2 separate regions of the Anas platyrhynchos genome follow, and region 2 is linked to region 1. A link is a contact called in public Hi-C data. All regions are on one chromosome and are shown on one strand. Each heading gives the region's core, a stretch centred on a gene start, on an enhancer-like site or on the middle of the called end of the contact. The rest is flanking DNA. Distances are from core to core; before and after follow the strand shown.

The links. Hi-C and Micro-C count contacts between places; a contact is called where the count stands out from the background.
Region 2: a contact with region 1 is called in a Hi-C map of F5 follicle, with 2.3 times the contacts expected there. The contact joins the promoter of ZDHHC6 here to the enhancer-like site in region 1. A contact is called at or near these places in 4 of 8 Hi-C or Micro-C datasets (F5 follicle, liver, small yellow follicle and 1 more).

Annotation. Positions count from the first base shown.
Region 1 is chr6:31,748,779-31,754,260 of IASCAAS_PekinDuck_T2T, forward strand. It overlaps TECTB (tectorin beta), which reads left to right. Exons shown (of 11, transcript XM_005014464.6): 8 at 481-643; 9 at 2,582-2,651; 10 at 3,640-3,672; 11 at 4,153-4,354. The coding sequence ends at 4,205. LOC110351790 (a long non-coding RNA gene) reads right to left here. Exons shown (of 5, transcript XR_002399636.4): 2 at 4,738-4,910; 3 at 4,129-4,275; 4 at 1,001-1,102; 5 at 637-914. Among named protein-coding and RNA genes, the nearest start is that of TECTB, 8.5 kb to the left of the region's middle. Within about 2 kb of position 3,018, at least 1 of the 8 cell types and tissues checked has an H3K27ac peak or open chromatin away from gene starts, as enhancers often do. A contact at or near this core is called in F5 follicle, where this site is marked.
Region 2 is chr6:31,815,438-31,820,919 of IASCAAS_PekinDuck_T2T, forward strand. ZDHHC6 (zDHHC palmitoyltransferase 6) reads right to left here and starts at 2,749. Exons shown (of 10, transcript XM_038181457.1): 1 at 2,219-2,749; 2 at 962-1,053. The coding sequence starts at 2,734. VTI1A (vesicle transport through interaction with t-SNAREs 1A) reads left to right here and starts at 3,579. Exons shown (of 9, transcript XM_021268815.4): 1 at 3,579-3,797. The coding sequence starts at 3,704.

The sequences.
Region 1 (5,482 bases), core at 1,768-4,267:
GGATGGGAGTTGTAACTGGTGCTGTGGGGAGCAGCCCCTTCCAGCCGTAGGCTTGTCCCCACTATGTGCTGCCTTCCTCTGCCCACCAGCAGGCACCACAGTGAGTTCTCAGCCCCCTTTGCTCACTGGGGCCTGCTGCCCTCGGTGGCTGCCACAGACCTGAATGTGCAGCAGACCCTGGGCCATCTGCAGTCACAATAGGTGGGAAGGAAAGCAAGAGTGGGGACAAAACTTTGAGTGCTGGTTAAAAGGAGATGACTTGAGAATAACTGGAAGGCTTTGCTGACCCTGCAATGCTTGTTAATCAGTCAGATGCCAAAAGGTCTTGATTTCTGCAGGCCCAAACAGTCCCCTTTCACACCGTGTCCTATTGCTCCCCAAGCATCTGAAAGCTGGGCAAATGCCTCCATCAGACCAGGACCTCAGGACGTGGTTATTCACAGGTCAGGGTCTGACACTGCTTCTTCACACACAACACAGGTGTGCCACAGACAACTCCATTCTTGTGCATGAGAATGGGAAGACAAGCCGGGCAACCTTCCAGTTTAATGCTTTCCGCTTCCAAAACATCCCCAAGCTGTCCAAGGTCTGGCTGCACTGCGAAACGCACGTCTGTGACAGTGAGAAGTTCTCCTGCCCAGTGGTAAGGCCTCCCTCTAAGAAAAAACTTGCTAAATTTGGACAGAGAATGTCGAGAAGCTCCTGGGAGCACGTCGGGTGGGGAGCTGGCAGCAGAGCTTGCATTAGATGGAGCCACCGCGAGACGTTAACCTGAGTGGTGGGCTGTGCACCCTGATCCCTGTCATGCCACATTGGGCAATCTGTTTAAACATGTTGGGAAATAATGTAGCCATTTAAAAAGTCAGTTTTTGTCAATATGCCAGACGACGCTCCTGTTTGACAATTAGCTACAGCTAAACAAAAGCATGAGAAAAAAAAAGGAGGAAGTAGAGCACTTCCCATTTTACCAACTGACTCAGTGCTAAGGCTCAAAGCTCACCTCAGCCCGAACAAAACCTCCCGGTCCTCCTTCTCGTGGAAGGGTCTCCTCTCTGCTATCCTGCAGCTCTGCAGTAGGCTCTGCTCTTGAAGCTGTGCTATTCTGCAGGAAATACGCAAATTGTTACTGGAGCAGGGACTGAGATGGCAGAGATGTTTCAGTGGCCTTAGGTGGGAATGAGGGGGGAGATGCTGTGCAGTTATTTAGCACGGGGAGTTATTTAGCACCAGCTGATGCTAGGGTGAGGGTTACTAAAGGGTCTTTCTTTAAAGACTTCTCCACCTCCTTCAGTAAGTCTTCACTGTTCCTTCTCTCACTCAATGAATATGTCTTTGCTATAAAGTGAAGCTGAATTTTATTTAACCTGAACTGAAAGCCCAAAATACTCTTTTGCACATATCCTGTCATTTCATCAACAATTAATTCTTGCTGAAGAAGAGAAAATGTCACTCTTGGTCAAGCCAACTTTTCTTTATACACCCCTTCTCAGTCCAGGAGCCACTATAAGAGAGCAGTTTATTATTACCCAGCCTCAGCAGTAAGCAGGGGGGACTGATTTATGCAAAAGCTACAGATCTGATAGAAATGCATTGTTAGAAATTCCAAATTTCAAAGGCAAAAGAAAAATCTTTCAGCTTACATTTTGTTGTTTGCTTTTAAAGATTTTTTCCAACTCTTTATCCAGCCACAGACCAGAATAAAAAAAATAAATATAATAGTAAAACAACAACAACAAAACAACAACAAAACGTGTTCTATATCTGCTTTTCTGACATTGCTGCCAAACATCTACGTCATCCTTATAGTCACAGGGTTGAATTCGTAATTGCTCCATCAGGCCAACCTCCACAGAGTCCACAGCCAACCCAAAAATGCAGCTGGCGGTCTGCTGCAATTAAGGCTGAACCAAGCAAGGCATAACCAGAATTATCACACACCAGTTTTGTACAAAATGCTCACAGCTGGGGACTTGCAAAGGTCAGGGAATGGACAGGGACCTTTAAGCTAGAGAGCAAGGCCTCCAATACAGACCTTGTCAGCTGTGACAGGAGTCCTTAGAGCTTAGATCGGTTTGGAAGGGTTTTGATGCTTCACGCTCATACCCAGTGGGCAACAATTACACTTAGCAATAAACAACAACAGAAGTCTTCGCAGAGGTCATGGGTTAAATAGATGGAGCTCGGCTACCCCCTTCCTTCTTGACAGGAGGTTTGTTTGTGGCAGCATGCAAAGGGCAGCCCAAGAGGAGGTGTGATCAGCCGGCAGATGCCCATCTGCGCTCCTGCCACCTCACAACTGAAAAGGGCACTTAGACTGACAGCCACCATAAAAGCTGTGGCACACTAAAATCCTCATAAAATACACAGTAAAAGCTCTCCTTGAACGTCTCCTGCATTAAAATGTCCCAATTTAAAAAAAAAAAAAAACAAACAGTCCCGAGAAAACATGCAGCAAAATCTACACAGATTTTATTTACTTGGTTGGAAATATGAGAGCTGGGTTTGGATATAAATATTTAGATTATATATTAATTTTGTATAATTCAATCATTATACACTGCTTTCTCTCTGATCTCTTGAGACATGTGACAAACGAAAACAGCGCATGGAACAAACCGGAGGTGTTTTGGTGGCAGAGATCTCTGTCCGCAGTAAGTGGCTGGGTTTCTGGGGTGTTTCTCCCTTTGGGAAGCAATGAACTGGGGAGCAGCCGGTGACTTGCAGAGCAGGGCAAGCACAGGGAGCAGAACTGCTCCCCTGTGAGAGCAAGAATCTTGAACAGAACTTGGTCCTTGGTCCTTCTGTTCAAGCTGTTCTGTTCTGTTCTTGAACAGAACCAGGTTTGTAGCTCTGACAGAATAGCTCAGTGAAACTCTCCCCATTCACAAAGTGAGTAACTGCACCCATTTGGCATTAAAGATAAATGGCCAAACCACTTACGCACCAAGTTAGCAATGTAAACCCTGTTCACCCGTGTTTGACCTCAGCAACAGCCCGGACAAGCGCTGATAGATTGCACGTGAGTGGGAGAGAGGCCAGGCTTAGGAGCAGCAGGAAAGCTGCACCGAGGTTTTCTTTGCACAGCTAGTGGGTTCTTCAGCATAACCATAAACATAGCCGATTAACCGCGTGTGCCTGTTGCTCCTCCTACACAAATCTAACAGCCATCAATTTTTCCCCTTACAAAGCAAAACCTTTTTCCTCTTAACTGCTGCCTCCTGGAGGCACCAGGAGTTTCTCCCTGAGCTACTTTAATTCTGCAATCCAGCATCTTTTGAAACAAGTCCTTGGAAAAAGGTATACCTTAATCAATACTTTCACCAAAGCTCTTTATACTAGTTTATCAACCACAACCACACCATCCTGCAAGCCAATTTAAAATTAAAAATATATATACAGCAGCGTTATTGCTATTCAGTATGTTACACCAGTAAAACTCCACTAATTTAAAAAAAAATAATAATAAAAGAATTGAGGATCCTTTTACAACTTCAGAGAGTAAAGCCAAGAGTAAGAAATACCCAGAATTTCAAAATGTTGCAAAAGTTATCTGTTCTGATTTTACAAAGCACACTAGTGCACTTTGCCCTATTTTAAACATGCCATTCAAGTGTTATCTTTTTCTTTTATTTTACACAGGCAAAGGTTTATCCAGATTTTACACACTCTCAGGTAAACAGCAAAATACAACAATGATTATATCAATACCAAATAAGAATCCTGACTGGCTCTGTCAACATAAAACCCATAGTTCAAAAAAAGACCTGGTAATTTTTATAAATTCAACTGAAAAGAAAATATTTTACAATCTTGTATCTCAATGTTAGACATTTTGTTTTCCTCTTCTAGGTACATCCTTCACCCTGGACAATGAAATCATACTAATAATTTCCAATACTGAACATTAACTTATCTTAATTTTACACGTACTTCCCAAAAAGGAACAAATGCATCCCACTGGGTTAACAGAGATGTTTGGAAAGCATTTCTATTTGGGAGAGTTTGAAAAACCCCTTCAGAGCCTGTTTGCTAAAACCTGATATGGTGACAGACCCATGTTAAAGCATGCAGTTACAATGGTAGGGATGCGAATAAAACAGGAAAGGTAACTGAAAGTGAAGTACTCACATTTAGTTTTCATTTCTCTTGCAGATATCATCTTCCATCTCCTCTTCACGATTGGATTTTGTGCTGCTTTATTATAAAAAGCAGCTTAGCTGAGTTTCTTAACTTTTCCCAATTCTGTTTGGACCTGGACTTCTTTACTGAAGATGTCTATTTTACAGAGAAGAAATTAAACTCACAAAAAATCCTTGTGCACCATTTCACCAGACAAATAAACCATTCCATTAGCTTTGTGCCTCTAGTATCAGAGAACCCCAAAGCTGTTTCACCTCCCCCAGATCTCTGCAGGTGTTTTAAATAATGAAAACCCAACAGTTATGTATTTTACTCATGCCTCCTTTTAAAGAGCAGTGATGCCAACTGCATTTATTTCTATACAAGTTTCTATTGAAACTTAGCACTTTCCAATGCCAAATTTCCCTTCAGGGTCCCCCTTCTCTGTCAGTCTCAATGTGGCATCAAACTCACCTTCAGGTCTGCTCCTGCAAGGCCCTGAACACCTCAGCTTGATCTGTGGAACCTTCCAACGCAACAAAAACTAACTTAACAGTTCAAGGATAGGAGAAAAGGGTGCCTTGTACATAACAATAATTAGAAGGCTGTTGGCATTACCTGACATTTCTTTCCTGTTTCTCAGCAGTGTCTATATGGATTGGGTGGGTGAAGCAGAGCTCAGCATGTGCTGCAGTAGGCACAACACCATTGGGACTAAGGTGTCTTGCTGACTGGACAGGCTTAGTGCTGAAGAGCTGCATGGTGTGGATGCAAATTAAGCACATCCAAGGCTGGAAAACAAAGTAGTGAGCTTTAGGATACATCTCTGGAGATACAACTAGTGTCAGATATGACAGAGTCCAGGTGTTAGCTCTGTATCTGAAATAATGAAAGCTATTAAATGCCATAAAGAACAAATCACCAGAAAGGGAAACCATGATTTCTAAAGAGAAAGAAGTATCAGGACATAAAACAATTCTCAGAAGTCATGGTATTTGCATTACTTTCAGTAACTACTAAAACAATATTCATCAAAATTTCTAAAAGTGTCAGGTAAGAAACCTTCCTAGATCTTTTCCATTAATCTTTTGGGATCCTAACGGTGACAGAGAGAAGAATGACTACAGCTCTTACACTCTTATTTTTTGGTCCCCGTTAACAAACTCAGTGGGTGTACATGTGTCTGTACACACTGAAGCATAAGCACATTATAGAAATAGGTGTATAGGCACTGCTCAGCTGCATCCCACAGTTTTTTTTAGCCAGTTTTCTCCCTCCAACAGTCCAGACATGTCAAGAATGGCACAAATATACCTGCAGTGAATGGACCTGAGACAAAATGCCCAACACAAGAAGCTTATTC
Region 2 (5,482 bases), core at 1,499-3,998, 66 kb after region 1:
ATAACTTGCTTTTGCAGAGACAATCATCAGAATCTGCTGCCATTTCTAAATAACTCCTCAGCATACGGACTGTCACTCAGAGAAAGACTAATTTTAAAACTTGGGATGATGCAGCTAAATGACAGCCCTGGTCTGTGGTTTCAGGCTCTGCTTCCTGAAAGCACAGTGATTGGGTAACTTGTATTTATAGAAATAACAAATGAATGTGCATGTTACAATACCCTTTTACCATGATCTCTAGTTAGTCCTTCAGAGGAGGACCTGCACAGTAAACGGTTAAAGGCATCTACAGTGTGGACTGCAAACAGTGCAAGTGTCTTGCCTTTTTTTTTTTTTTTTCAAGCTGCACTAAATTTCAGTGCAGCTATTTATAATAAAAACATATAAACATTAGCTCTAAACAGACCTGTTGGAAGATTAACACATAAAAAAGGCACAAATATTTTAAGTTAACCACAAAGGCTTATGTCTTGACTTAACAAGGAAACTCCCTCTGAAAAAAAAAAACACCTTCAGCACATGGTAAAGAGCAGTCCAAAATTCCCACTCAAATCAACATTTTAACTGGTAAGATAACAGAACAGGCTTTTGTACTGCCTGAACAGGACAACGCTTGGGCTCAGAACTTAGAAAGGACTGAAAGATTTTTAGGTATTTACATAGGCTCACCTCCCTGAAACAGTACTGAAATATTCTGTTAATACTGTCAAGTTCTTAAGAGAAACTGATTTTCAACTAAGAAGAAAACGTTAAAGGCAGATAAACTTATTTATCTTTCTTCACTATAATGCTGTAAGAACAGACAGAAGTCATACAACTGGAAATATCTGAAACAGGTACAATGTCCATTGGGAAACCTTTTAAAAATATACAAGACCTGAAAGAATGAATAATATTAATAGTTATCACTAGCACAGTAGTTGCTTTCAGTACAAACAAAGCAATTTTAAAGAGACAATACCTGTTACATTTTCGACAGTGGTGTGAACGTGGTGCCTTGTAAGACTGACATACTTTACAGTATTGGAGATACATGCAATCCTGAGAATTTTCCTTTAAACAGAAGAGTGGGCATATTAGACAGAATACATAATTCTACTGGCAACACACATCTTGGCACTTGCACAGCCTAATGCATCCTTGCTTTCTTCTGACAGGGTGTGTTCCACAACCCAACCCTATTTAATGGTAGGTGGTGGGAGGGGGGAAAAAAAGAAGAAAAAAAATCTCTGCTATCGACACAGCCATCTCTCACTGTTGAGAGTGCTCCTAGCTAAAATAAACAAACAATTCTTCAATCAGGATTAGGAATTGTGCAAACAGGGTTTGATAGCGAACTGAGAGTCTAAAAGAGCATGGGGCCTTTATCACTAAAAAAAATAATAACTGTATGCCTTGTCTTTTGTTTTAACCTATGAGCCAGTCTAGGCAAGCTACTAGAAATGGTACTACTGAGCGTTAATGTTGAGCTGGCTCTCATCACGCTCTTGTCTCCCTGTCTTACAGAAACACTTGTGTATGATAGCTACAGAGACAGAGAAACTTGTAGAGAGCATGTATTAATGCTGCACAAAGTGGAGTAGACAGTAACCCCGTTGGGACTACCTTTGGATATTCTTTTCCCTACACTTGGTCTTGAGAACTAGCTCATGAATAGAAGTGCGATTATTCCTAGTGTTGGTGTTCCTGAAACACAAGCTTTGGCCAGCTGTCTCGAGATACCGAGCCTGCATCACGCTGGTCCTTGACTGCTGCTATTCTGAGAGGTTACTGAAGGGAAGGAAGCGAGAATTTCTACCTTGACTTGCAAATAGGGTGGTACAGCACTGACACGGGCTGCCCCATCCCTGGTAGTGCTCAAGGCCAGGCTGAATGGGGCTCTGGGCAACCTGCTGTGGTGGGGCTGGAATCGGGTGCCCTGTGCGCTCCCTTCCAACCCTGGCCACTCTGTGCCCACAACGCTGTGCTGAACCCTAGCCTAGCACGTAATTTGCTGCCTCACCTTCAATTTACTGAATGAAGTCTGTACCACTGGCGGCGAAGCCTGCACCACCCCAGCACCTGCATGAGCGTGCAGGGAACCCCGAAGCTCCAGTTCCTGCGACAGGGCGCGACAAAGGCGCGACAGAGGCGCGACATGGGGCTTCCCCAGCCCTCCCCCCCCTCCCCTTTCCCTTTCCCCTCCCCATCCCCATCCCCGCAGCGAGGCAGCTCTTACCGGCGTCCACCCCAGCGGGACGTACCCGGGGCCGACGAACATGGCGCTGAAGTAGTTGTAGAGGATCATGACGGTCCAGTTGAGGAGCACCACGAAGTTGACGCTTCCCCCGGCGGTGTCCAGGGGCCAGTACCACAGCGCGGCGTCCGCCATGGCGGTGGCGGAGCAGACGGCCACCACGGCCAGGGCCACCAGCGGCCCCCAGTGGCACAGCCGCCGCGCCTGCCGCAGCCCCCCCGGGCCGCCCATGGCCGCTACCGCCGCCCGCCCGCTGCCGCCGCCGCCGCCGCCGCCTCCAGCCCGCCGCCCATGGCCCCGGCGGCCGCTGAGGGAGATGGAGGGGAGGGAAGGGAAAGGGAAGCGCCGGGCTTCAGCCCCGCCCCGCACGGCCTCAGGAGCCTGGCAGTCCGCGGCTATCGGGGACCTCTGGGAAACGGAGTCCCGGCCCGTGTGGAGGGGTGGGCTGGGGTCAGGCATGGAAGCGGTAGGGTTGGAAGAGAGCTTCGAGACCTTCATCGGGTCCAGCCCTCCCTACACCACCACTGTCACACCCTGAACCCTGTCCCTAAGCACTACATCCAACCTCTCCTTGAACACCACCAGGGATGGTGATACCACCACCTCCCTGGGCAATCCATCCCTATACCCGACCGCTCTATCTAGGCAGAAATGTCTCCTTGTTTCCAATCTGAACCTCTGCTGGCGCATCTTGAGGCCATTCCCTCTGGTCCTATCACCAGTTATGCGTGAGAAGAGGCCGACCCCCGCTCCCCACACCTTTCAGACAGTTTTAGAGAGCAACGAGCTCTGCCCTGAGCCTCCTCTGCCCCACACCAAACACCCCCAGTGCCCTCATCCGCTCCTCACAAGACTTATGCTCCAGACCCCCCACCAGCTTTGTAGCCCTTCTCTGGACACGCTCCAGGGCCTCGATGCCCTTCTTGTGCTTAGGGGCCCAAAACTGAACGCAGTACTCAAATACAGGGGGGACAATCACCTCCCTGGTGCTGCTGGCCACCCTACTCCTGATACAAGCCAGGGTGCCGTTGGCCTTCTTGGCCACCATGGGCACACTGATGGCTCATGTTGAACTTAGCAATATGGTTTAGTGAAGGACTTGTTAGTGTTAGGTCAGAGGTTGGACTCGATGACCTTGAGGTCTCTTCCAACCTAGAGAATTCTGCGATTCTGCCCCAAGCCCGCAGCGCTCCACGGGGTTGTTTTTCAACAGGCGGGGTTGCAGCGGACGGGCCGACCACCATCTCCTGAGCATCAGAGCTGCAGCTGGAGCCTTAATGGCTCACTGCGAGGGGCTGGGTGGGTGACACCGCAGCCATCCCCCAGAAGAGGAGGAGAACTGCGGCGGAACCCTGTGCCAAGCGCCGTGCGGGCGGCGGGGAGGCGTTTTTGCAGCGAGCAGAACACGGAAGCGGCTCTGCGAGGAGCGGCGCCCCCCCTGCCGCTGCCGCCGCCGCCGCCGTCGCCATGTCCTCCGACTTCGAGAGCTACGAGCAGGACTTCGCCGTGCTGACGGCCGACATCACGGGCCGCATCGGCAAGGTGCCCAAGCTGCTCGGAGGTGAGCCCGGCGGGGAGAGGGGGCTCGGCAAGGAGCCCGGCCGGCAGGGTAGGGCAGGGCGGAGCGGGGGCAGCCTCCCGCCGGCTGCCTCACGAAGCTGGCTGCGGGTCCCTGTGCTTCTGGCCGGGGATGGAGGAGGAGGGCTGTGGGGGTGCTGCTGCTGCTGCACCTGCCCGGTGCTGAAGGCTCGCTGTTGGGGTCCTGCCACACGGTGAATAACGAAAATCGAGCTTTTTTTTTCGTGTGGTGTAGGCAATGCCGGAGCTGGGTAATTGGCTGTGGTGACTCACGTGGAGCAGGAGATTGAAGGAGATCAGTGTCCGTGTGTTTAACGTGTTGGTCACCAGCCTGCAGCGTTCACGGGCTGGTGCATGATATATCCCCGTGGTACAGATGGTAAAGTCCACGAGTGTCAGGGCAGAAGGCTGAAAATGATAATCTCTGGAACCAGGCAGCTGCATCTTCTAACAGACGCAATCAGTGCGCTGCTGGGGTGCTCCCAGAACGAGGCAGAGGATGGCTGAAATTGGGTGTCTCATGCAACTCACCTTATTCTTCTGTGTCCAGGCTGCTAAGGACTTCTGCCTCCTTTTCCCATGCACATTTTGCAAAGCTTTGTGATGCTTAACCAGTGGAAGTGGTTATCTTAAACACAGGCAATCAAAAGGCACACACTGATGTTACATCTGTATGATTAAAGGGAAAAAAAATCATATATCCAGGACCAAAGAATAACTTCTTACTTTTAGGGTGAGAAGTGCATCATGAAGTGATGAAGTAGTGACTAAAGAGGACTTGAGGTAGGTGGTTAACTAAAACATATAATCCCAGTGCATTGTTAAGTCAGAGGTCCAAAGTACACCTGAAATGAGTCAATGGGGATTTTCAGTAAAAGTCTGATTTTGAGAGGTTATGTCTAATTCTAATGTTAGGAAGTTAGAAAGTCTTCTAATAAATTGAGGATCAGAGATCAACCACAGGAATAACTGAAAGACAGGAATCTGTCTTCTCATTGGCTTAACAAAGCTGTTTTGCTGTTGGGCGTAATAATAAAAGGCATTTGGTGTTAATTCAATCACAGTCTGCAGGTACTTATAAGATAGTGTTCTTGCATTTGAGATTTAGAATGGGTATAATTTAGATTGCCCAGAAACAATATTTAACCTGTAAATAGCTACTGAAACCATTTACAGAGAAGCGACAGTAAATTCTTCACTATTGTGAAGTTCCTAATTGAGGCAGTATTTCTTTTTCCACTGCCTCAGAAAGAGTTGTTGACTTTTATAGCAGTAAATACAAGGAGTTCTTTCAAGTAAGGGAAGACATCATAAATACACAACTGTCTCCTATTCTGAAATTTGGTAGTGCTACAAAGTGAGCATGCTTATTGAAAAGGAGCAGAGACTTCATTTCTTAATTGCGTGGATTATGGAAGTCACTGGAGTCTGTTTAGCAGCTGAAGAATATTCTGCTTCACAGTAGTGGATTTCCATAATCCTCTCCTTCAAGTCAGCCCCCCTTATTCACTCTAGGGAGACTTTGGAGCTTAAACATGAAATGAATGAAGAGTATTGTCTTTAACAGTGACATAGCTTGAGAGCAACAGGCTTTGAAATCATCATTCTTTTAAGTAGCCATTAAAAGGATTTTATTTTTTTTTGTTAGAACTTACTGTCCTCTCAGGA